Regions from separate parts of the Macaca mulatta genome. Here region 2 is linked to region 1. Evidence: chromatin contacts called from public Hi-C data. All regions are on one chromosome and are shown on one strand. Each heading gives the region's core, a stretch centred on a gene start, on an enhancer-like site or on the middle of the called end of the contact. The rest is flanking DNA. Distances are from core to core; before and after follow the strand shown.

Region 1 (3,421 bases), core at 436-2,935:
GTCAAAGGAGTAGAACCTGTAGGCTCCAGGGGTAATTCAAGGAGCCTCAGAAGCTTCATTTGCTCCCCTCTTTCCCTCTGCTGGCCCTGGGGTGTCCAGTTCACTCGTGAGGCCTCCTCACTCCAACCAGGGCAACGGCTCTGGCCCCACTTCCAGATAAGAACCCTGACGCTCCAACAAGGACAGTCTTGCCCCACAAGAGTGGTCCAGTGCTTGGGCGCACTCTGCACCACCCCAGGCCCTCAGCCCTTCAGCCCCCCAGGCTTCTCTTGCTCAGAAGGACCTCCAAGAAGAAGGCATTTTCCACAGACTTCGGTGGGTAGTGGGAGCATCCCCAGTGGAGACCCAAGGCCGACAGACACGTCTACGAGCCTGTGGGACCCTTGGGGTCACCCAGGCCGAACATTCCAATGTATAGCGCAGGAATTTGAGGCTTCCTTTCCTACAGTCCCCTCCACACTGAAGGGGTCTTCTCCTGCTTCTAGGTGATCACAGCGCTGAACACAGAACCCCACAATCTGTCCTCTCCAGGCTGCCCCAGCCCACACAGATCCTGGGAACCCTGGAGAACCCCCGCCCATCAAGCCGGCGTGTCCTCCCCTTGCCCCCTAACCCCGTGCCATGGCCCCGGGCATGTTGTTGGGTACTGGATGCACGTGCCCATGACAGAGCAGCCCCCGCCCTCTTTCATCTTTTCCCCAGTCACTTCCCCAGCGTCCCGTCCTACTCTGAGTCCCAGGAAGTGTGTGGTGTGTGTGTCTGCGTGTGTGTGAGCATGTGTGCGCAGGCCTGCGCCTGTGCGTGCGCGGAGAAGCCCAGGCAAAAGAGCCCACATGGGAGATGGGCAGGGGTCCTCAGGATCTTAGAGGCTGTCATTCCCAAAGCAAACCCCATGGGAAGGGTGAGCCGAACCCTTCCTGGCCTAAGAGGTCGGAACCCTCCCTTCACCTCTGGACTCCGCCCACTTCGTGTGCCCCGGGCCAGTCCCTGCCCCTCTCCTGTCCTCAGTTTCCCTACTGTCCCGGGCGGGGTTGGGCGCGGAGCTGCGTAAGCGCACGCTCAGCGTGGACGCCGCGCCGGGCTCCCTCCCCTCGGTGGGTGTGGGCGGGGGCGGGCGGTCCTCCCTCCACCCGCGACGCGGGGTTGGGGCCGGCGCGCACTCACCTGGCAATCTACCATCATCCTCAGCCTCGGTGGCTCATCGCCGGCCCCACGGCGGGGCCCGGGGCTCGCAGAGGCAGCTCGCCTCGGCCCGCGCGCGGCGCAGGGGTGCGCCCGGCTGCGGGGCTCATGGCGCGGCCTCCGGTCCCCGCCGGGCCCAGGACTCTGTGGCCCCCGGGGCCGCCCCAGCCGCCGCCAGCGCCGCTCCCATTGTCTGCGCCGCGCTGCGCTCCGGCCGCTCGGGCCCCGCCGCTCGGTTCCGCCCCGGCTCCCGGGGCTCGGGCCTGGGTGGGCGGGGACAGCTGCGGCCCCGCCCCAGCCCGCCTGCAGGTGCGAGGGGCGCGCCCCGACGCGCGAGCTCGGGGGCGCGCTCGGGGGCGCGCTCAGGCCTCCCTCCAGCTGGCCGACGCGGGTGTTCCCAGCGCGGGGCAGCCGGGCCTGGAATCCAAGGCCGGGCGCGCACACGGGGCCTGCGCGGGACCGCAGACAGCGCGTGCACGTCACTCCGCCTCGCCGCGCGCACGCGCCACGCGCCACGCGCCACGCGCCAAGCGCTGTGTGCGGCAGATCTCACGTGTCCCTCCGCCCCAGCCGCCTGCTCAGTACTCCCCACCCCGCCAGGACCTAGGGCCAACCTCGCCCCAGTCAGGCGGGGGCCGCTGACTCGGCGCGCCGGCGTCACCAAATATACACGCTCACCCTCTCGCCCAGCACCCCGATGCCACCTGCTGGACTCGGCTCGGCGGACGGCTGGGAGCTGGGGGACCCAAGGTGACAGCGGACTCAGCCTGGGCAGGGAGAAAGTCAGGTCTTCCCTTCCCCACCTCCATCCTTGTCTTCCCTGACAGCACCCGGGACCACGAGGTCCAGCTGCAGCTTCAGCTGGTGTAAGATGGGGCTCGAGGGAGCTTGGGGGAAGGAGGCCTCACACAGGGGTTGAGCTAGTGTTGGGGGTAGTCAGTGTTATTAGGGCTCACTGATTTCGTCCCTTTTTATTATTTATTTATTTATTTATTTATTTATTTATTTATTTATTTATTTGTGTTTTGAGATGTAGTCTCATTTGTTTGTTTTTTGAGACGAAGTCTCACTCTTGTCCCCCAGGCTGGAATGCAATGGTGCGATCTCGGCTCACTGCAACCTCCGCCTCCTGGGTTCAAGCAATTCTCCTGCCTCAGCCTCCGGAGTAGCTGGGATTACAGGCACCTGCCACCACGCCCGGCTGATTTTGTATTGTAGTAGAGACGGGGTTTCACCATGTTGGCCAGGCTGTTCTCGAACCCCTGACCTCAGGTGATCTACCCACCTCGGCCTCCCAAAGTGTTGGGATTACAGGCGTGAGCCACTGTGCCTGGCCATCCCTTTTGATTTATTTATTTTTTTGAGACAGAGTCTCACTCTGTCACCCAGGCTGGAGTGCAATGGCACAGTCTCGGCTCATTGCAACCTCTGCCTCCCAGGTTCAAGTGATTCTCCCATCTCAGCCTCCCGAGTAGCTGGGACTACAGGCATGTGCCACCACACCTGGCTAATTTTTGTATTTTTAGTAGAGATGGGGTTTCACTGTGTTGGCCAGGCGGGTCTGGAACTTCTGACCTTGTAATCTGCCCACCTCGGCCTCCCGAAGTGCTGGGATTACAGGCGTGAGCCACTGTGCCCAGCCCTTTTTATTTTTAAAACAACTATGTAGAGACGAAGTCTCACTATGTTGCCCAGGCTGGTTTGAAACTCTTGGGTTCCAGCGATCCTCCTGCCTTGGCCTCCTAAAGTGCTGGAATTACAGGCGTGAGCCACCATGCCCGGCCTCATTCAACTTTACATCAGAGCCAAGGCACCAGCATTGCAGGCCACTCAGCTCTGACTGGCCAGGCCCTGCTGTGCGTGGTGACCCCCACACTTCATGGCTCTTCCCCCGTTGCTCATCCCCGAGCTGGTCATCAGAGGCCTCATCCTGTGTTGGGGCCTCGCTGGCCAGGTTTCCCCTGAGTCCAGCACTTGGGCCCCATTTATATAGATCCCCCTGCTGGGACAGACCGGCAGTGACCCCCGCCTCCTTGCCTGGCATTCAGAACCCTGTGTGACCTGGTCCCTATACCCCAACTCTAGCCTCCTGGGGCCATGGTGACCCAGGGACCCCATCAAGCTCCTGCCTCTCTCAGAGCCCCCTGTCAGCACTGCCCCTCCCTGTATCATCCTCCACAATGCACTCACCTTCAGAGCTGCACTCCTCCCACCCCATGCAGTGCACAGTCTTGAACCC
Region 2 (3,427 bases), core at 828-3,327, 120 kb before region 1:
CCTGCAGTCCCAACTATTCGGGAGGCTGAAGCAGGAGCACCACTTGAGCCCAGGAGTTTGGGAGTGCAGTGAGTCAGGATCGTACCACTACACTCCAGCCTGGGTGACAGAGGGAGATCCTGTCTTTAAAAAAAAAAAAAAAAACTTCAGAAACTTGGGGTACCCATAGCCAAGAGCAAGGGGTCACTTGCTCTTACTAATTTCTGGCTTTAATGCAAGTGGCGTGATCATAGCTCACTGCAGCCTCCAACTCCTGGGCTCAAGTGATCCTCCTGCCTCAGCCTCCCAAAGTGCTGGGATTATGGGCATGAGCCACTGCGCTCGGCCATGATTCTCATCTCCCAAAATCCTCAAACCCAGTCCCTTCATCTCTTGTCTGGTTTATCTGAATTCACTTTCGCCCCCTTTGATCTATTCTCCACACAACAGCCAGAGAGCTCTTTCAAATGCATGAATGGGATCACTGCTCCGCATAAAACCCTTCAAGGGGCCGGGCGCGGTGGCTCACGCCTGTAACCCCAGCACTTGGGGAGGCCAAGGCAGGCGAATGACTTGAGGTCAGGAGTTCGAGACCAGCCTGGCCAACATGGTGAAACCTCGTCTCTACTACAATATAAAAATTAACCGGGCATGGTGGTGGGCCCCTGTAATCCCAGCTACTCGCGAGGCTGAGGCACGAGAGTAACTTGAACCCGGGAGGCGGAGGTTTCAGTGAGCCGAGAAAGCGCCACTGCACTTTAACCTGGGAGACACAGCGAGATTTCGTCTCAAAAAAAGAGAAACCATCAGGGGCTCTCCACGGCACTGGGAAGCAGCCAGCCCGACGGGCGGACCCTTTTCGTGGGTGAAGGTCTCCGACCTCGGCCGGCCTCGGACCTCATCTCCTCCCTGTTTGAGGGGCCACACCCCCAGCTCCGGGGCTTCGCAGCAGCCCTGGGCGCCTCCCGGACAGACGCTGTTCTCCCCGCTGGTTCTCGAATAGGGCCCAGGACACAGTAGACTCTTAATGTCTGCCTGCCTAACAGACGAACGCCGGATGCCTGCCTTCGGCCCCGAGCCGGCGCTTCGGGGCTTTCTGTGGAAGTGGGGCAAGTGGTTACAGCACAGTTCCCCCGCGCTCGCCATTTCCACATCCAGTTCCGCGAGGCCCCCCGAAGGCGCCGTTAGCAACCTAGTCCCAAGAGGGTTGCAAGAGATTGGGAAAAGAAGCGCCAACACCTACAGAACCCAGGCCGACCCTGACCCGGAAATCAATTCTCAACCGGGACCTTTTCCCACCCAAGCAGGCGGGTCGGATGTCTGCCTCTGGCCCGCCCCCGAGCCGTCATTGGGTGGAATAACCAGAAGAGGGCAGGGACGTGGTCAAAGTCTAGCTCCTTTTTTTTTTTTTTTTTTTTTTTTGAGACGGAGTCTCGCTCTGTCGCCCAGGCTGGAGTGCAGTGGCGCGATCTCGGCTCACTGCAAGCTCCGCCTCCCGGGTTCACGCCATTCTCCTGCCTCAGCCTCCCGAGTAGCTGGGACTACAGGCGCCCACAACCGCGCCCGGCTAATTTTTTGTATTTTTTAGTAGAGACGGGGTTTCACCGTGGTCTCGATCTTCTGACCTTGTGATCCGCCCGCCTCGGCCTCCCAAAGTGCTGGGATTACAGGCGTGAGCCACCGCGCCCGGCCAAAGTCTAGCTCTTTATTGGTTAAAACGTATGGAACTGGAGGAGAAGGTGGCACCTACCTTCCTTCGGACTTCTCATTGGCTAAGAAAAAAACTCGCTCGGCCCTCGGACTCTCATTGGCTGAAGTCGAGGGAGGGTGGTGTTTTATTATCCTCCGGGTCCCACGCTGGCTAGTAGGAGAGACTGGTGCTCGCCACGCCCCGTGGGCTAACCCGCTTCATTTTAAATAAAAAGTCGAAGAGACGGCGGTCGTTTTCCCGAAGCCATGGGGCCGCCCATGGGCCCTGTGCTCCCCGGAGGCCCTGGAGTCTTGCTGAGCCCGGGGAGTTAGGGTGTCGCGAGCGGTGAGGGAGCCCGGAACGATTCCTTCGCGGAACCATTGAGGCGAGGCCTCTGGGAGCACTTTGTGGGACGGACCATGGCGGGCCCTGCCAGACGCGCAGGGATGGCGGCGGAGGCGGCCGATCTGGGGCTGGGGGCTGCTGTCCCCGTGGAGCTGCGGCGGGAGCGACGCATGGTGTGCGTGGAGTACCCGGGCGTGGTCCGTGACGTGGCTAAGATGCTACCGACTCTGGGCGGCGAGGAAGGCGTCTCCCGGGTAAGGGGCTGGGAATGTCCGTGTTGGAATAAGAACTCGGAGTCGCAAAGAAAACGAGCACTCAAAGGATTTCTCAGCAAGGGAAATTTAGCAAATTTATGCAGAAGGGTGCTGCTCGCTCTTATGGCGGCTGCGAGAGCTAACTGAACAAAGGAGGGGAAGGTTTTTGGTTTGTTTGTTTTTAGACAGGGTTTCGCTCTTGTTGCCCAGGCTGGAGTGCAGTGGCGCGATCTCGGCTCACTGCAAGCTCCGCCTCCCGGGTTCCAGCGATTCTCCTGCCTCAGCCTCCCGAGTAGCTGGGATTACAGGCGCACGCCACCGCACCCTGCTAATTGTGTGTTTTTAGTAGAGACGGGGTTTCACCATGTGAAGGGGTGGCCTGCCCCTCCACACCTGTGGGCATTTCTTGTTAGGTGGAACCAGAGACTTGAGAAAAGAAATGAGACACAGAGATGTCTCATCAATGAGATATAGAGAAAGAACAAGTGGGCCCAGGAGACCGCGCTCAGCATACGAGGAGCCAGGCTGGCGCCGGTCTCTGAGTTCCCTCAGTATTTATTGATCATTATCTTTACTATCTTAGAAAAAGGGAGGTGACAGGATAATAGGATCCTTGTAGGGAGAAGGTCAGCAGTAAGACATATGAATAAAGATCTCTGTGACGTGAATAAGTTTAAGGAAAAGTGCTGTGCCTTGATATGCATATGCAAACATCTCCATAAACCTTTTTAGTGCATAAAGAGCAGCATTGCGCTAGCAAGTCCCACCTTCAGCCTGAGGGGCGGTTTTCTCCTTTCTCAGTAAACAGAACATACAATCGGGTTTTACACCTAGATGTTCCATTGCCCAGGGACAGATGCTTTTCTCTATCTCAACTGCCAAAAGGCCTTCTTTCCTCTTACACTAGTCCTCCTCAGCACAGACCCTTCGCGGGTGTCAGGTTGGGGGACAATCAGGTCTTTCCCTTCCCACGAGGCCATATTTCAGACTGTCACATGGGGAGAAACCTTGGACTATACCTAGCTTTCCTAGGCAGAGGTCCCTGCAACTTTCTGCAGTGTATGTGTCCCTGGGTACTTGAGATTAAGAGAATGGTGATGACTTTTAACCAGCAAGCTGCCTTCAGGCACTTGTTTAACAAAGCACATCCTGCACAGCC

Evidence for each region. A called contact is a pair of places that touch in the nucleus more often than the background predicts.
Region 2: a Hi-C map of liver shows a contact between it and region 1, with 6 times the contacts expected there. The contact joins the promoter of GTF3C5 here to the promoter of RALGDS in region 1. A contact is called at or near these places in 5 of 14 Hi-C or Micro-C datasets (CD4 T cells, blood, fetal cortex germinal zone and 2 more).

The regions. Positions count from the first base shown.
Region 1 is chr15:14,304,740-14,308,160 of T2T-MMU8v2.0, reverse strand. It overlaps RALGDS (ral guanine nucleotide dissociation stimulator), which reads right to left and starts at 1,685. Exons shown (of 18, transcript XM_077967336.1): 1 at 1,627-1,685.
Region 2 is chr15:14,421,332-14,424,758 of T2T-MMU8v2.0, reverse strand. It overlaps GTF3C5 (general transcription factor IIIC subunit 5), which reads left to right and starts at 2,077. Exons shown (of 10, transcript XR_013405353.1): 1 at 2,077-2,268. It overlaps LOC144335003 (a long non-coding RNA gene), which reads right to left and starts at 1,218. Exons shown (of 2, transcript XR_013405364.1): 1 at 942-1,218.